Regions from separate parts of the Mus musculus genome. Here region 2 is linked to region 1. Evidence: chromatin contacts called from public Hi-C data. All regions are on one chromosome and are shown on one strand. Each heading gives the region's core, a stretch centred on a gene start, on an enhancer-like site or on the middle of the called end of the contact. The rest is flanking DNA. Distances are from core to core; before and after follow the strand shown. Region 1 overlaps Cdk15 (cyclin-dependent kinase 15). Region 2 overlaps Gm973 (predicted gene 973).

Evidence for each region. A called contact is a pair of places that touch in the nucleus more often than the background predicts.
Region 2: a contact with region 1 is called in a Hi-C map of bone marrow-derived macrophages, with 27 read pairs. The contact joins two enhancer-like sites. A contact is called at or near these places in 4 of 15 datasets of contacts at CTCF or cohesin (the G1E-ER4 cell line, the NIH/3T3 cell line, embryonic stem cells and 1 more), 2 of 484 Hi-C or Micro-C datasets (bone marrow-derived macrophages and embryonic fibroblasts), 10 of 115 datasets of contacts at active chromatin or transcription factors (bone marrow-derived macrophages, craniofacial prominence, embryonic basal ganglia and 6 more) and 4 of 9 other capture datasets (adipose tissue, embryonic stem cells, liver and 1 more).

Annotation. Positions count from the first base shown.
Region 1 is chr1:59,268,833-59,276,332 of GRCm38.p6, reverse strand. All of the region lies in intron 4 of Cdk15 (cyclin-dependent kinase 15), which reads right to left. Among named protein-coding and RNA genes, the nearest start is that of Cdk15, 16 kb to the right of the region's middle. Within about 2 kb of position 4,417, at least 57 of the 459 cell types and tissues checked have an H3K27ac peak or open chromatin away from gene starts, as enhancers often do. A contact at or near this core is called in bone marrow-derived macrophages, where this site is marked.
Region 2 is chr1:59,580,205-59,587,704 of GRCm38.p6, reverse strand. Gm973 (predicted gene 973) reads right to left here. Exons shown (of 19, transcript NM_001357842.1): 10 at 5,230-5,309. Gm39648 (a long non-coding RNA gene) reads left to right here. Exons shown (of 3, transcript XR_865454.2): 3 at 1,011-1,307. Among named protein-coding and RNA genes, the nearest start is that of Gm39648, 12 kb to the left of the region's middle. Within about 2 kb of position 2,859, at least 19 of the 459 cell types and tissues checked have an H3K27ac peak or open chromatin away from gene starts, as enhancers often do. A contact at or near this core is called in bone marrow-derived macrophages, where this site is marked.

The DNA.
Region 1 (7,500 bases), core at 3,168-5,667:
GTGAATTTATTTGTATCAACAGTCTAATCTTCAGTTGGCCATACATTTGCAGAAGTGAGCTAGAGCGATTTGCACCTTTTACACCTTTTATGTAGTTTAGAGCTCATGCAAACAGCAGTCCCTCTCAGCTTCCCTCTCATACCCTCCACCCACCCACCTGAAAATCTACTGTCAATTCTGCAAAACACATCAGAGCCCCCCCTCCCCCCACCTTTTTTCTGTGTGGTTGACCACTGTCCTGGGCTGGGCCATGATGGTATCTAGCAAAAGCACCCCAAGTAGTCTCCCCATTTCTCTGCCCTGCTGACTCTTCCTTCTGGAGCAGTCTGAAACTGTGGTTCTTTCCAGTAAAAATCAAAGCAAATCTCTTCTGATCCCCCACAGTGAGCTCTCATCTCACTCAATGAAACCCCAAGGCCTGAGGATGGTCAACTCCCTTCCCTGCCCCATGCCCTTCCCTAGCTCTCACCTCCTCCCATTCTCTCCCCCTTGCTCTGGCCACAATGGCCTCTTAACTGTCCCTCAAACACTTCCATTTTCAAACATACCCCCTCATCCCTGCCCCTCGCTACCCCTCCCCCTGTATTGTGACTGTCATTTCCTCCACCCACAATTCTTTTCTCCCCAGTTTTCATGCTTTCTCCCTCACCTTTAGGACTCTGCTCAAACTGTTCACCTCACTGATGGGCTTCCCTGTCCACTCATTGCAGATGAAATGACAGCTTTCTGCCTCACACATCCCAGTGAGCCTCTATTCCTCACCTCTGTTTACTCCTCTCCATCATACTGATCAGTGCCTGCCACCAGACAGATAAATACTTATACACACACACACACATACACACACACATACATACACATCTGGGCTGGTTGTCGCTCTCCCCTTTGCTCCATGGAGAGCAGCCACTCTTGCCTTTTCTGCTCATTGGATCCTAGGTACTTATTAGGACAGGGCCAGGAATGTTACTTACTATCGGTGTTATGCTCATGTCTCCCACAGCATCATTCACATGTGTTGAGTCAGTGTTAATGTTTCTGTTGAAGACACTTTGGCTCCTTGCTCCTCTTAGGCACCTTCCCCACCTAGATCACAAACTGTTCTATCTCCTGCTCATGTTTACCATTGCTTTGCCAACACACAAGGATACTGAAAATCCATATAGAAATGGAATTTTACCTAGTAAGTAGGGGATTTGCATGAAAAGCAGGTAATGGTTTAAGTCTTTAGCTCATGGAATTACTGGTACCTGGTTGGGTCCACACACCAGAGGGTCTAGTGTGCCCTAGCATCCAGGTATGTATAAGAAGGAAACTCAGGGAGAAAAGGCCTTTCTTTCTTCTACTTTTGAGGACTCTCTGGTCACCAGGGAAGGATACGGGATCTGATCTGAAGATTAAGGTTACAAAAGTCAACTGGGAAAGAGGAAAGATACTAAAACCAGCATGAGGATTCTGGGAAGGCTGTTTTCATATTCACACCTATCAAGTCATATGGATGTGGTGACTCGTGCTTATAATCCCAGCACCTCTGAGATGTATCTAGGTAGGAAGAGTGGGAGTTTAAGGTCATCCTCAGCTGCGCAGTAAGGTCAAGGCCAGTCTAGGCTACATGAGACCTTGTCTCAAAATAAGCCAAACAAATGTCCTGTATGTCAGAGTACTTACTTTTGTTTTCTTCAAAGAAAAGACATAGAGATAAATTGGGGGTGTAGATGAGTCACAATGGGGTTACATGTTCGGATAATCCTAGAGCCTTGAGGGTGTCTTCCACTGAGCTGTATCCTGCTCCTAAAATAAGGTGACTATGAGGATAGTAACAATGACAACAGCTAGCACTCCTAGGCTATTTAAGATACCAGCCATTGCTATAAGAATTTCACATACATTCATTTGGTTTAATCATAAAAACACCAGAAAATAAAGAAAGATGATAAAACATTCCAAAGCAAAATGGTCAGTGTTGATCTTTAGTCAACATAAAAGATAGCTAATATATTTAGCTATAATATAATGTACTTTAATTTGTTAATATATTAAATATTATTAAATGTGACATTTAATATTAGTTATACTTATTATGTAATTAATGAAATACTAACTAATATATTAAAACATATCACATTTAGATATAATATGTGAGATATTTAATAATTCAGGGAAATATCTCGCAATTTCATACAATATTTAACTTATTGGTTTTCTCTTTTTCATTATGATCTGCAGAATGATTTTTAGGAAAATTGATTTTTGCCAGCACAGTAGTTCATGGTATTTTGATGTTACTCTATACTGTTCTATTTAATTTAGCAAAGGATGTGAAACATAATAGTCACAGATAAAGCAAGTCTGTCTCCCAAAGTCCTAGAGTATATCTGTATATCCTGGTAACCCCGATAACTGAAGCTTTCTCAAGTCTATGGGCTGCTTAAAGACACAGATTGACCCACCCCACCTCCTGACTTTGCATTTCCAGCACCAACCCAAGCCTGGCATGTGGTGCTCAATAAATGTTTGTGAATCAATAAAGACTAGGCCACTTCTAATGAGTCTATGCAGGAGTCAATAATGGAGTCCATCCCAACTCCATTAGACACTGAACAACAAAAGATGTACAATTCCGTATGTTACATTTTCTCTGGCTGAAGAGCCACAAACCAAGATAAGGAGTCAAGTTATGAATCCCAAGAAACAGTATGACCTGGAGAAATGCTTGGTAAAGGCAAATGAGTAGTTCTGATTTCTTTGGAAGTTAAACCCCCATCACATTGTGTCCTCTGGTGTGACAGTGATGTCCCTTTGGGGGAGGGGGTGGAGAGGCGCGTATCCAACCACTTCATGCTGAAATTTGAAGCCTGCTCCAAAGAAAGGAATTCATAACTGGTATTATAAACCCCATCAGAAGTCTGTGTCTCAGGTCCTAGGTCCTAGGAGGAAAGCTACTGTTGTTTTGCTAAGTGAACATGCATGCTGACAACATGCCTGTTAAATTGCCTTTGAATATTTCTGTTTATGTCCATAGATTAATAGTGCTGGCAGCTTTGATCAGGGACACTTCTCTTTTTGTGCGTTTGCTGGGCAATAGTTACTGAAGAGACTTATAACTGGTCAAAGTGCTAAGAATAAATGCCTACTGAATGTTCATCCTTAAATAAAACATCTGCATTAGCCTCTCAAAGGCCCAGAGAACATGAAAGAATGGAAATACTGTAAAAGCTGGAAGTGTTGTGGAACGGTATCTTCAGGGGATGACACAGCCATTGCCATGAAACTCTCAGTCACTATGACAGCCTGCAAGACACTGGGCCTACCAACATCCCATTGTGGAGGAGAGGCGCTCACAAGTCCCCATACCTCCCTGAGGAGCTACAAGTAATTAACAGTTGCTAAGGGACAAAGGTATCTGTTCCCTGCTATAGTCACTGCTAATTTGTTCATATTCCTGTAAGTGACCTTAATTAACTCATTTGTTCACTCCCCTCAAAATGACACGAAAATGGAGGTAGTAGAGAAATACTGATGGGGTGAATTTCTATGACCGAAATAGATATTAGAACGAAACTGCCACCATAAAACCCATATTATGTACAATCGATATGTGCTAATATAACTCTTTAAAGGCCGGTGAGATAGCTCGGTGGACAAGGATGCTTGCCACACGAGTCTGGTGAGTTCTAGCCCTGGACTCCACATAAAGACTGGCAAAGAGAATTGACTGTACATGGTTGTCTTTTGACCTCCACATAGGCAAGGTGGCACAGCTTATGTCTATGTGCATATGTGTGCACACACAGACACACACACACATACATTAATAATAATAACAATAATGATCATAATTTTAAATTAAAAAAATCCCTCTCATATGCCCTTACCCTGGGGTTATTTCTCACAGGACTGTAAGTACGAGCTGAATATGTTATATCCTTGATGTAATCAGACTCCTGTCAGCCGGGCCTGCCCTCTTCCATCTGTGCTAATAGCTGACTTGAGATATTAATCAGACTCTTTGTTGATCTTATTGGATGACCCCAGCAAGGTTCCTGAACCTCTTTTTAGTGAATTTTCTCACAAATGGATTAGGAGTAATTACTTTACAGTGAGTGATCTCAAAAGGACTTCCGGAGGCAACTGTTTCTCATTTAAATGCCGCCATTAAGGGTTCTGTAGGATGAGAGTTTGAGCTATTGAGCACGGTGTGCGCGCGCACACACACACACACACACACACACACACACACACACACACACGATCACACTCTTTCCTGGAGAGTTACTTCTGAGTTTGCCCCCATTTTTACACAGAGAGCACCAGAGAGCCGCTTTCTAGTTCCCACTTTTACTCTTGCTGAAGGAGATGCTTCAACATCGCAAGCCTTTGCAGTTTTATGTTGCAGAGCAAGGAGAATTTAAATATAACAGACTTGAGTCATACCCAAACACGCTGACTAGATTTGTGACCTCAGACAAGTCACTCAGCCTCTCTGAGGCTCGGGCCCCTTCATTTCTACAACACCACCACTTTGTACTTCCAGGGGTTGGTATAAAGGGTTAACAGAGACTGTGGTGGGGGGAGGCCTGTCATAAGCCTGGCTCTCTTAAGGAAACAGAGTAAACAAGATGAAGGTCCTAGGTTCAAACCAAAAGCTGGCTGTTTTTTAAGAAAGGTATTTAAGGTCCATTCCTAGAATGTCAATATAGAATTCAATGAAACTAAGGTACATTCATATAAAATCCATAAAAAAATCAATTTACTCAAAATATTTTCTCCCAATTATAAAAATAAACATTTGAAATGTGATTCTAAGTCAATAATAAAGGACTCTCTTAAATTGTTACAAAAATCTCTGATCTTTTTATCTTTTTTTTTCCATTTTGCCTTGTTTGATGCAGGGACTCACCATGTAGCCCTGGTTTGCCTAGAAGTGGCTATGCAGACTATGCTGGCCTTGAACTTGGAGTGATCCTCCTGCCTCTGCCTCCTGAGTGCTGAGATGACAAGTTTGTATCATCATATCCAGCTCTTACATCTTTTAATTAGCAAAAGGACAGGATACTAATAGCCTGGGCCTGTAATTCCACCTACCTCAGGAGACCAAGGCAGGAAGGTGGCGAGATCAAAGACAGCCTGGGCTACAAGTGAGTTCAAGGCCAGCCTGGACAACTCAGTGGGACCCTGTCTCAAAATAAAAAATGAAAAAGAGGGCCAGCAAATAGCCTGTGTTTGGCCTTGGCTTTGACCCTCAGTATCAGGGAGAAACAGGGATCTGTGTGCTGTTGCATATCTAGTAGTCATATTTAAAGTGCCTGGCCATCTCAGACACCCAGCACACATTGCAGTGTGAATGCACACAAAGTTCTGAGTGTTGGCTTGAATCAGATAATTGTTTGAAAGTTTGGCCATACGATATTATTCCTCTAGAGGTGTTCAAGGGTGCATGAATGCTCGCTCCGTAAGAGTTTCCCGTAGTGTTGTTGCTCAGACTTTTGTTAATTTCATGATATGATAGATGAAGATCATGTGAAAACAAACATGCATTCTACCTGGAGAGACTGTCCACATAGCAGAATCCCACTCTCTAAACTCTGGGCTGCCACACCCTCAGAGCAAGCAGATTTCTCAGGGAAAGAATTCCTGCTTCAAGGCTGTCTTACTCTGAGTTTCCCTGAGCATGGCTTTTGGTTGCCTTTTTAGCTAATGACCCTGGATTTTAACTAATGAACTCCAGCTGTTCTTATCTTGCTTCCCAGCCCTTCCCATTTAACCTCTGACTCTCTGGTCTCCTGGGCATCCAGATCTTAACCAGGGAAAAATGAGCCCGTGCCAAAGTTCTTAAGTGAGGCCTTGCTTTCAAGGCTGCAAGCTTTTTACCCAGGAGGAAAAAGAAGCAGTCATTGTTGGAAACTGGAAGTCGAACCACCTCCGATGTGTCAAAATCCTTTTGTGGTTTTTTTCATATCATACAAGCAAAGCTTTCAATAAGGGCCAGTCCCATAAAACAAACCGAGGAAGTCCATACAAGAATGCTAACTGTAATTGTGAACATCTGTGTGAGAGGCAGCGCTCAGCGGACACGAAATGCGAGAATGGCCGTGCATATAGAACAACACACACCCGGGGGCTTTGAGTCGGCAGAGAACATCTGTTAGCAAAACCTGCTGCAAAACACGTTTCACTGTGACTGCCAGATGCGGAGTTGGAGAACGTAGCTCTGTGGAAAATAGCAGCAAAGCCCAGTGCGAGCCGTCAGTGAACTCAGGCTCACAAAAGCTGATGCCCAGAGAACTAGGGGAGCCCGCGCCCAGAGAGCCTCTTCTAGTCTGGTGACTCGAACACGTGTGTGTGTGTGTGTGTGTGTGTGTGTGTTCAGAAATACTCTGTCTCATTTGGACCACTAATAAGTACACTAGTGAGTGCAGCTTCCATCTTGTTTAAATGCTTAAAACCATGTGTTCCCCTAGATTGCACCTGATCCCACCAGGACGAGCCCCCACTTACACTGATAGCCTTTGGCCTTTCGACTTAAATGTAAAATGTTTCCCAGGGGCTTCCAAGACTTTTGAAAATGGCATCAAATTGAATTATAAACTCATTTTCAGAATTGTTTTGTAAAGCCTGCTTGGATAACCCAGTCTTCTAAGTTCACTCTAAAACCTGCCTCCATTAGCCACAGCAAGTCTGACTCATTCTGTTTGCAACAGCCTCTATACACTTAATATCTGGATTGTCTGCTCTGTTAAGGCTGAAAACACCGAATAAAGAATGGGGCGTTCTCTGCGCATTTCTCAAACATTCAGCACTATCCTTTCGCATATAGTGTATACTCAGGAAAGAAGGGAAGATAAATAGCTAAGAAAGGAAGGCTGAGGAAGAGTCATATCTTTGAGGTTTTTTTTTTTTTTTTTTTTCCAGAGACGAATAATCCCATCATTCAAACGGCTCTCGTGGGGTGGGGATTTAGTTCAGTTGCTAAGAGTGCTTGCCTAGTGTTGTGGTTTGAAAGAGAAGTATACCCCATAGGCATTGGCATTTGAATATTTGGTTTCCAGTGGGTGTAATTATTTGGGGGCAGAGCAGTTTTGCTGGAGGAACTCTCTCGCTGCAGGCTCGGTTTTAAGAGCGCAAAGCATCGCTCACTTCCTGTTTGTGCACGTGGTTGAAGGTGCCATCTTTTAGCTTCCTGCTCCTGCTGCCAAAGCTGCTGTTTGCTGCTCTGCCTATCCCAACCCCCTGCTGCGATGGACTCTTATCTTTTTGGAACTGTGGACCAGATAAACTCTTTTTCTTCCTTAAGTCAACTTTTGTCGGGGTATTTTAATCACCACACCAGAAAAGTAACAAAAGTCCTTGCAAGCTCGAGGCCTTGGATCTGACTCCCAGCAGGGAGTGTATAACTGAGTGTGGTGCTGCAGCTATAATCATAGCCCTTGGGAGGGATCGGCAGGGAGAGCAAGAGTTCAAGAACATCCTGGTTTAGAACCTCTGGTGGAATCACCATGCCTG
Region 2 (7,500 bases), core at 1,610-4,109, 310 kb before region 1:
GGCTCACAACCATCTGTAATGGGATCTGATGCTGTCTTCTGGTGTGTCTGAAGATAGCTATGGTGTATTCATATACATAAAATAAATAAATCTTAAAAAAAAAGAGAGAGACAAATTCATTGACTCTCTGAGTCTTAGAAGATAACAGCACAACACCAGTCAGATTAATGTTCAATTTGTTAAAAGAACAGTGTTAAGAAATGTTGCTGCTGGGCTGGTGAGATGGCTCAGTGGGTAAGAGCACCCGACTGCTCTTCCGAAGGTCAGGAGTTCAAATCCCAGCAACCACATGGTGGCTCACAATCATCCGTAAGGAGATCTGACTCTCTCTTCTGGAGTGTCTGAAGACAGCTACAGTGTACTTACATATAATAAATAAATAAATCTTTAAAAAAAAAATGTTGCTGCTGATGCTCAGCTGGCTGTGCATGGACTCCTGCTGGACATTGTGACTCCTGGGTCATTTTAGCTTCCCTTGCATACAATGTACATTTTAAAAGTTATTTATGGGGGCTGGTAAGATGGCTCAGTGGGTAAGAGCACCCGACTGCTCTTCCGAAGGTCCAGAGTTCAAGTCCCAGCAACCACATGGTGGCTCACAACCATCTGTAACAAGATCTGACTCCCTCTTCTGGAGTGTCTGAGGACAGCTACAGTGTACTTACATATATTAATAAAATAAATCTTAAAAAAAAAGTTATTTATTTAGCTGGGCGTGGTAGTGAATGCCTCCAGTCTTAGCACTTTGGGGGCAAAGGCAGATCTTTGGGAGTCAGAGTGCATGCAGCGTTGTCTATATAGTGAGACCCTGTCCAAAAAAAAAAAAAAAAAAGTAAACTTATTTACTTATTTGATTTTTTTGATTTTTCCATTCAGGGTGCTCAGTTTGGTTTTGAAGTAGATACCACATTCCCAACCCCCGGTTCAGCCTCCAGGGTCCTGCGATTATGTGAGTATGTCTCCATCAAATTGAAAATTTACAAACTCTTTTTATCTTTCCTTTTTCATAGAATAAAGACGACTAGGGGAGGAGAGCAGAGACCACAGGCCCAGGGACGCGACGTGAAGTTTGAACCCAGAGCACCCTAATTTTGTGCTCCCTAACAGATGCTTGAGAACAAAACACAAAAATCAACAACCATAGATGGAATCATGATTGACTTATGGTTTTGATTTGCACTTTCAATATTCAGTCACTCTGGACGTGATAGCATATGCCTATAATTTCAGTGAGGTAGGATGGCCAGTCTGGGCTACATAGTAAGACTCTGGCTCAAAAACGAACAACAGTAACAACAAAAAAGGAAAAGGAAAGGAGGAAGGGGAAAGAGGAAGAAGAGGAGGAGGAAAAAAAGAGAGGGGTGATGGGTTCAGTTTGCTCCCTGGGGAATATTTAGCAGTGGGTGGAAACACTTTGGTTGTTATAACAGTGCACACAGAGGGTGGACTCTGGGCAGCCCAGGCTGGCTCCTCCTCACCAACCGTCTGGAACCTTGATGTTGCCCAGTATTAAATCACAGATTCCAGGAGATCACAGATCTCAGGTTGCCTCGGATGATTTTGACTTTCTGAGCCTTTCTTTCCGAGGGCTGATATTGCAGGTGTGTGACCGTGCCTGGGTTTTATGTGGTCCCAGGGATAGAATGCAGGGCCATGTGCATTCTAAGATAGACCTCAACCAGCTGAACTACAGCCCCAAGCCCTAGTCATCTGTGCCTCTGTGTGTGTGTGTGTGTGTGTGTGCGCGCGTATGCGTGTGCGTGTGTGTGTGTGTGTGTGTGCGCGCGTATGCGTGTGCGTGTGTGTGTGTGTGTGTGTGTGTGTGTGTGTGTGTGTGTATAAGAGTATTCCGGATCAGACCCAGGGCCTTGCCTATGGTAGTCAAGCCCTGCCACTAAACTATAGCTCATATTCTTGCCTACTACTATTATTTTAATATGATTTGGTCTTTTGATTATGTTTCTAACTCTCTATGTTTTCTTTTTAAAAATGAAATGCAATCCTCACCGAGGATCGACAGTATTATTAACGTTAATGAAATGATTGCATATTTTTCTTTTTTACTTTCTCCTCTCTCACTGCACGGATGTATTAATATCTCCTTCTGAAACTTCCATTTACAATTTTAAGATTCTTTTTAGGTGCTGGGCACCTCACCCAACCTCAAGCCTCTCCCCAGAGGCCTTGGGGAAGAGGAAAGGCGAGAGCCTGCGATTGATGTCAGCGACCCGCAGAGGGAAGAGCAGTCCTGGACTCTGAAGGCAGCCCAGAAACTAATTTCTCTTAATCAGTTGTAGGGCCCCAGGAGGACCCACAAGGCAGAGGGGGAAATAAATCTGAAGGAGAAAACCAAATTCTATGAGGGGCTGGAAAGACCTGTATTTTCAAAAGGGCACCATACCTTTAGGACTTAAGCGCTGGCAGGGCCCCATCCCTGCGCAGCTATTAATATGCAAAAAATGCCTTCATAAATACTTGATTCTGCTCACAGTGGGGAGGCCGTTCATTTGAAAGGGGAAATGGGAGCTTGGAGTTGAAACACGTCTGCTTGTCTTCTTTCTCTTTTTTCATCGCTCTTTTCATCTCCACGCAACTCCCCTTGTAGTCTTCTTCCCCCTATTTCTCTGACTTCTCCCCACTTCTAACTCCAAGGAAGTTGCTGATGGCAGCTGCGGCGCTTTTTTTTTTTTTTTTTTTAAACTGATGGACTTGGCTCTGAGGCCCGGAACCTCCGGCTAGGTGTAGAAGGGGTGCCTAAGGGCCTTTACTTGAAAGTGGAACTGGGAGGCTAGAGCCCCTCACCCTTTCGGCTTTGGCCTTAGCGACGCGGCCACTGAAGACTCAGAGCAGAGGTTTTCAGTACTACCGGGAGGGGGCGCACGGGGGCAGCCTCCGGACCCCAGAGCTGAACTTGGACAGCAATACCAGACTTTCTTTCCCTCATACTTCCCAGCCTAGGTATGTGACTTCTCAAAGGTCTGTTGTTTCCAAAAGGTTCCACCTTTGGGATTCTCACTGTGACTTAAACCAAACCAAGCCAAACCAAACCAAACCTCCACCACCAACAACAAAACTAGACAAATGTATTATGTGTGAGTGACCTTACATGACCAGACCCTAAAGGATGGAGGGACGAGCTGAGTCAGTAGGGATTAAAAGAAAAGAAAGACGGGCTTAATTGCTGCTGCTACTACTGTTGCTGCAAGCCTGCTTTGTGCTTCAGAGCAAGAAAGGTCCTAGGTCCTAGAGAGGCAGGGAGGCCACTGGTTGGGCCAGTGGCCCATCAAGGTGGGTAAACTGAAGTCTGTTGGGTAGAAATTTGTTTCTAAAGCCTTTCCAGATGCTTTATGGTAAACATAAAATTAGTCATTTATGTGGAGTAGGTTGAGGAAGTAGTTAAAATCCGAGGCAGTGATTAACCTAATAAAGTGCCCTGAGCCTCAAGAAGGGGGAGGGGTGAGAGAGGCAGGAGGAAGTCCTTTGTACCCTACACCCCATTTTTCCTGGCTTGGGGACTGGTGGGGCTCCCTAGACTTTTCCTCATAAGGCTTTTCCCCTCGGGGTTCCTTTTCAAAGGCAGGCAGGCTATGGTAACACCAACCAACCAAGAAGCTCAGATGGGAACCTTTCTCCATTTGCAAAGGAGGTACAAGATATTTCCAGAGTTTGTGAACTTACCAAGGCCTTGCAGATGAACCAGGCTTGGAGCTTAAGATCCAAAGTTCAGTCTGACTGCAAAGTTCATAATTTAGTCTATAGTTAACTTGTCATGGCTGGGTCACTCTTTGAAGGGTCCTCCAGTAGAGCCATAGGGATACATGAGTTTGGACCATGCAGGGAGTATTGGTATGGCCTTTGGAGCTATGGGATTTCCAAAATATATTGTATTTTCTTAGTCACAACTCTGTAATTATTATTGCTATTGTTATTACTTAAGGTCTTCGGATCCTTTATGAAAAGTGTCTTCAATGGAGGCAAACCACACACACACACACACACAAACACACACACAGACAGACAGACAGACACACATAGTATGTGTGTGTCTGTGTTGTTTCTGAGGTTCTTCAGTAGTGGAGAAGTGGCTTAGATATGCTTTTCTTCAATGGAGGCCTGACTTGGGCCTGGTGTTTTAACCTGAAAGGTCAGTTCAAATATTGTGCAAACAGACTCATTTCTGCTCTGATTGTAAGGAAGTGCTGGGGAAAAGAGGGAAGGCCAGAAGCAGCAAGAAGTTGGAGATAAGAGGCTTGGCGAGCCTGCCCTGGAGGCTGTCTGAGAGCGGAGGGACCTAGGCAACCCCTGGAGCAGTGGTATAGCATCTGCCTCAGGAGTTCCCAGTCCCTGGATCCAGCTCTAGGAATTCCCTACTAGCTTCTCTTGAGAGACTGAAGACACTGTCACCCTCAGAGCTTCAGACAGAGGACCGCTTATCAAAAAGTCTGCACACATCCCTTGAAACATTAGATATTTCCAAGCCATTCAAATCGGCACCTTCCTTCTTCATAATTATCCTACCTGTGTGCGTACGTGTGAGTGTGTGCGTGTGTGGTGTATGTGCTCATGGGTGTGTGTGCGTGTGTATGGAGGCCAGAGATTGACATCTGGTGTCTCCCTTTATTGTTCTCCATGTTATTTGTTGAAACGGTCTCTCACTGAACCTGGAGTGCATCCATTTAGCTGGGCTGGCTGCACAATGAGCTCCAAGGATCTGCCTGTCTCCTGCTCACCTCCCACAATGCCACGATTACAGATGTTTGCAGCTGTACCTGTCAGGCTTTTTATGTGGGGTCTGGAGATCTGAACTCAGACCTTGCCTTTGTGGCAGGCTCTTTATAGACAGAGCCATCTCCCTAGCTCCTCTCCTTGATGCCTTAAAACCAACAAGCAAACAACAAACTCGATCGCTATTTTCTTTCCTGATTTGGAAGGAAAAATGTGATTCTCGGCTTGTGGCTGCTGGTGTCTGTATTCTTATTCTAATTCTGACTTTGCAGAAGTCTGGGAAAAGTCAGCTCTGCTTCTTCACACACACACCACAATCCAGATTCCAAGCTTGAGAGTAAAGAAACCTGGTGACGGTACAGTTTACCTGCTCATTTTACTGATGAGACAAATGAGGCCCAAGGAGATGAAGAGGCTCACTCAGGGTCACACAGCAAGTTAGGACAAGAATCCCAGACAAGTCTTGACTCCCAGTGTTGTGCTCATTCACAGTCAATACTGTACCTGACTCTCTGCAGCTTGAGCCAAACGTGAGGAGGTTTCATAAAGATTTCCATGAAGACTGGCTCCGGCTCCAGCGTTTGCTGCAGTGAAAGTCGGAGAGAAAGGGCATCGAGGTGTCAGATCTAGGTCTCATGAACTTTCATACGAACCATAACCATATGTGCTCAGCTCATGCACATTAAAGATTATAAGCCCACACCTATAGCATTCCCAGGTATAACCCATAGTGTCTGGAAATATGTCTAAACACCTTGTTGAGTGGGGTTAAGCTTTATATTCAAATTTAGACCTTCTTGTTTTGATTGGTATTTAAAAGAACAAAAGTAGATTCTTTGTGCTATCGGAATTCAGATAAAGCTGACATTAAAAAGGAAATATTGATGGGGAAAAAGTGCTGATGCTGTTGAATATAAATTTTGTATGACCACACTTTGCTGAAATAGGAAAATGCTTCTGAAAGCTTTCAGGGAGAGATTAGAGATTTCCCCTGCTCCTCAGAGGTGGAGGCCAAATAGGAGATGGAGAGAGAGAGAGAGAGAGAGAGAGAGAGAGAGAGAGAGAATGAATATGATGTAGCAGAGAGAGGCAATGGCCATTGTGTCTGTGGGACATGATGGCACCCTCCACATGAGCCAGCGTGGCATTAGCCTGCAAATCTGCCACAGCTGTGCAAGCTAAGACCCCAGAGGCACAACTGGCCATGCAACTGATGGAGATATTTTTACAATTTCCTTAATTTTGAAACAACGTGTGCATGTGCCAATGCTGATGGGTCTGTGTCTGTGGATGCAGGAGCCCACAGAGGCAGAAGACTGTCTCATTCTTCTGGAGCTGGAGTTACAGGCAGGTGTGAACCATCTGATGTGGGTGCTGGGAACTGAACTTGGTTCCTCCATAAGAGCAGCAAGTGCTCCTAACTGAGCATTCTCCACCCCCTGCACCCTCCATTTTGTTATTTTTTGAGACAGGGTCTCATGTAGCACAGGCTGGCCTCAAACTCAAGGCCAAGGATGACCTTGAATTCCTGATCCTCCTTCTTTTATCTCCCAAGTGCTGTACGTATAGGCACGTGCCACCATACCCAGCTTCCAATTGGTAACGTTTTGTGGAAGGATTGAATCTGTGGACTGGAACTCCATGGTTCAACGGTAATGGTAATGCTCATGAATCGATGATTATTTGGGGAATGAAATTTAGCTGTGCCTATGGCTTTGCTGATGTAGATTTTAGTCTCTTTCTGAGACTTCTTCTTCTCAACACTCATCAGTGGCTCCACATGACATGCTGTACTCTCGGTTCTTTTTTGTTTTGTTTTTCTTTTTTAAAGATTTATTTAATTGTTATATGTACAATGTTCTGACTGCATGTATGCCTTTGTGCCAGAAGAGGGCATCTGATCCCATTATAGATGAACCACCATATGTGGTTGCTGGGAATTGAACTCAGAACCTCTGGAAGAGCAGCCGGTGCTCTTAACCTTGGAGCCATCTCTCCAGCCACCTCCTTATTATTTTTGATTCTAAGACAGTATCTATCTCTTACAGGCTCTTCTTTTTTCTGTGTTTCCTCGGCCAGTGTTTTCTTCCTGATTTGTTTGAGAATGGCTCCTGCATAAACTTAAAACACTTCTTAAGTTTAAGTCAGGTGGGGGGGGGGAACTGAGGTTCTGAGACTGGGTTTCTGTAGCTTCAAGCCTACACCTTAACATAGCGGGAGTGGAACCCAGACCCCAGATGTCCTGAGCTGTGTCTTGTGCTTTCCTTCCACACTACACTGCCTCTCAGCCTCGCTCACACTCGCCTGGCCGGGTGGGACCCATCCTCCGGACAGAGCCACTCAGCAGAATTGTGTTGTGATGAGGTTCACTGCACAGTGGCTTGGAAAGGACCCTGGGTCTTTCAGGAATGAAATGTATAAATCCTGATGCATAAGGAAAGTTCTTGCAACAGCAGGAGAATGAGTCAGTCAGCCAGAGTTCAAGAAATGTAAACACGTCCTTAGATAGGAGGCTGAAAAATCACTTAGGGCTTCTCATCTCTTGGGTCAAGACCTTGGTAATTTACTGAGGTCTGTGCTGTCAAGGAGGGGCTGAGACTCCAGCTGCATTCCTGTGCGATAAAGCAATGGGTGTGTGTGGGGGGGGGGGGGAATGGGGATGGTGATAAAACTCCCTTCTAGAGCAACAAGGGAAGATCTACCTCTTGTGCAACCCAGGCCATTGTCTGTCAATGGGGGTGGGGAGGGCTTCTCCCTGTTTCAGGAGCTGGTGTG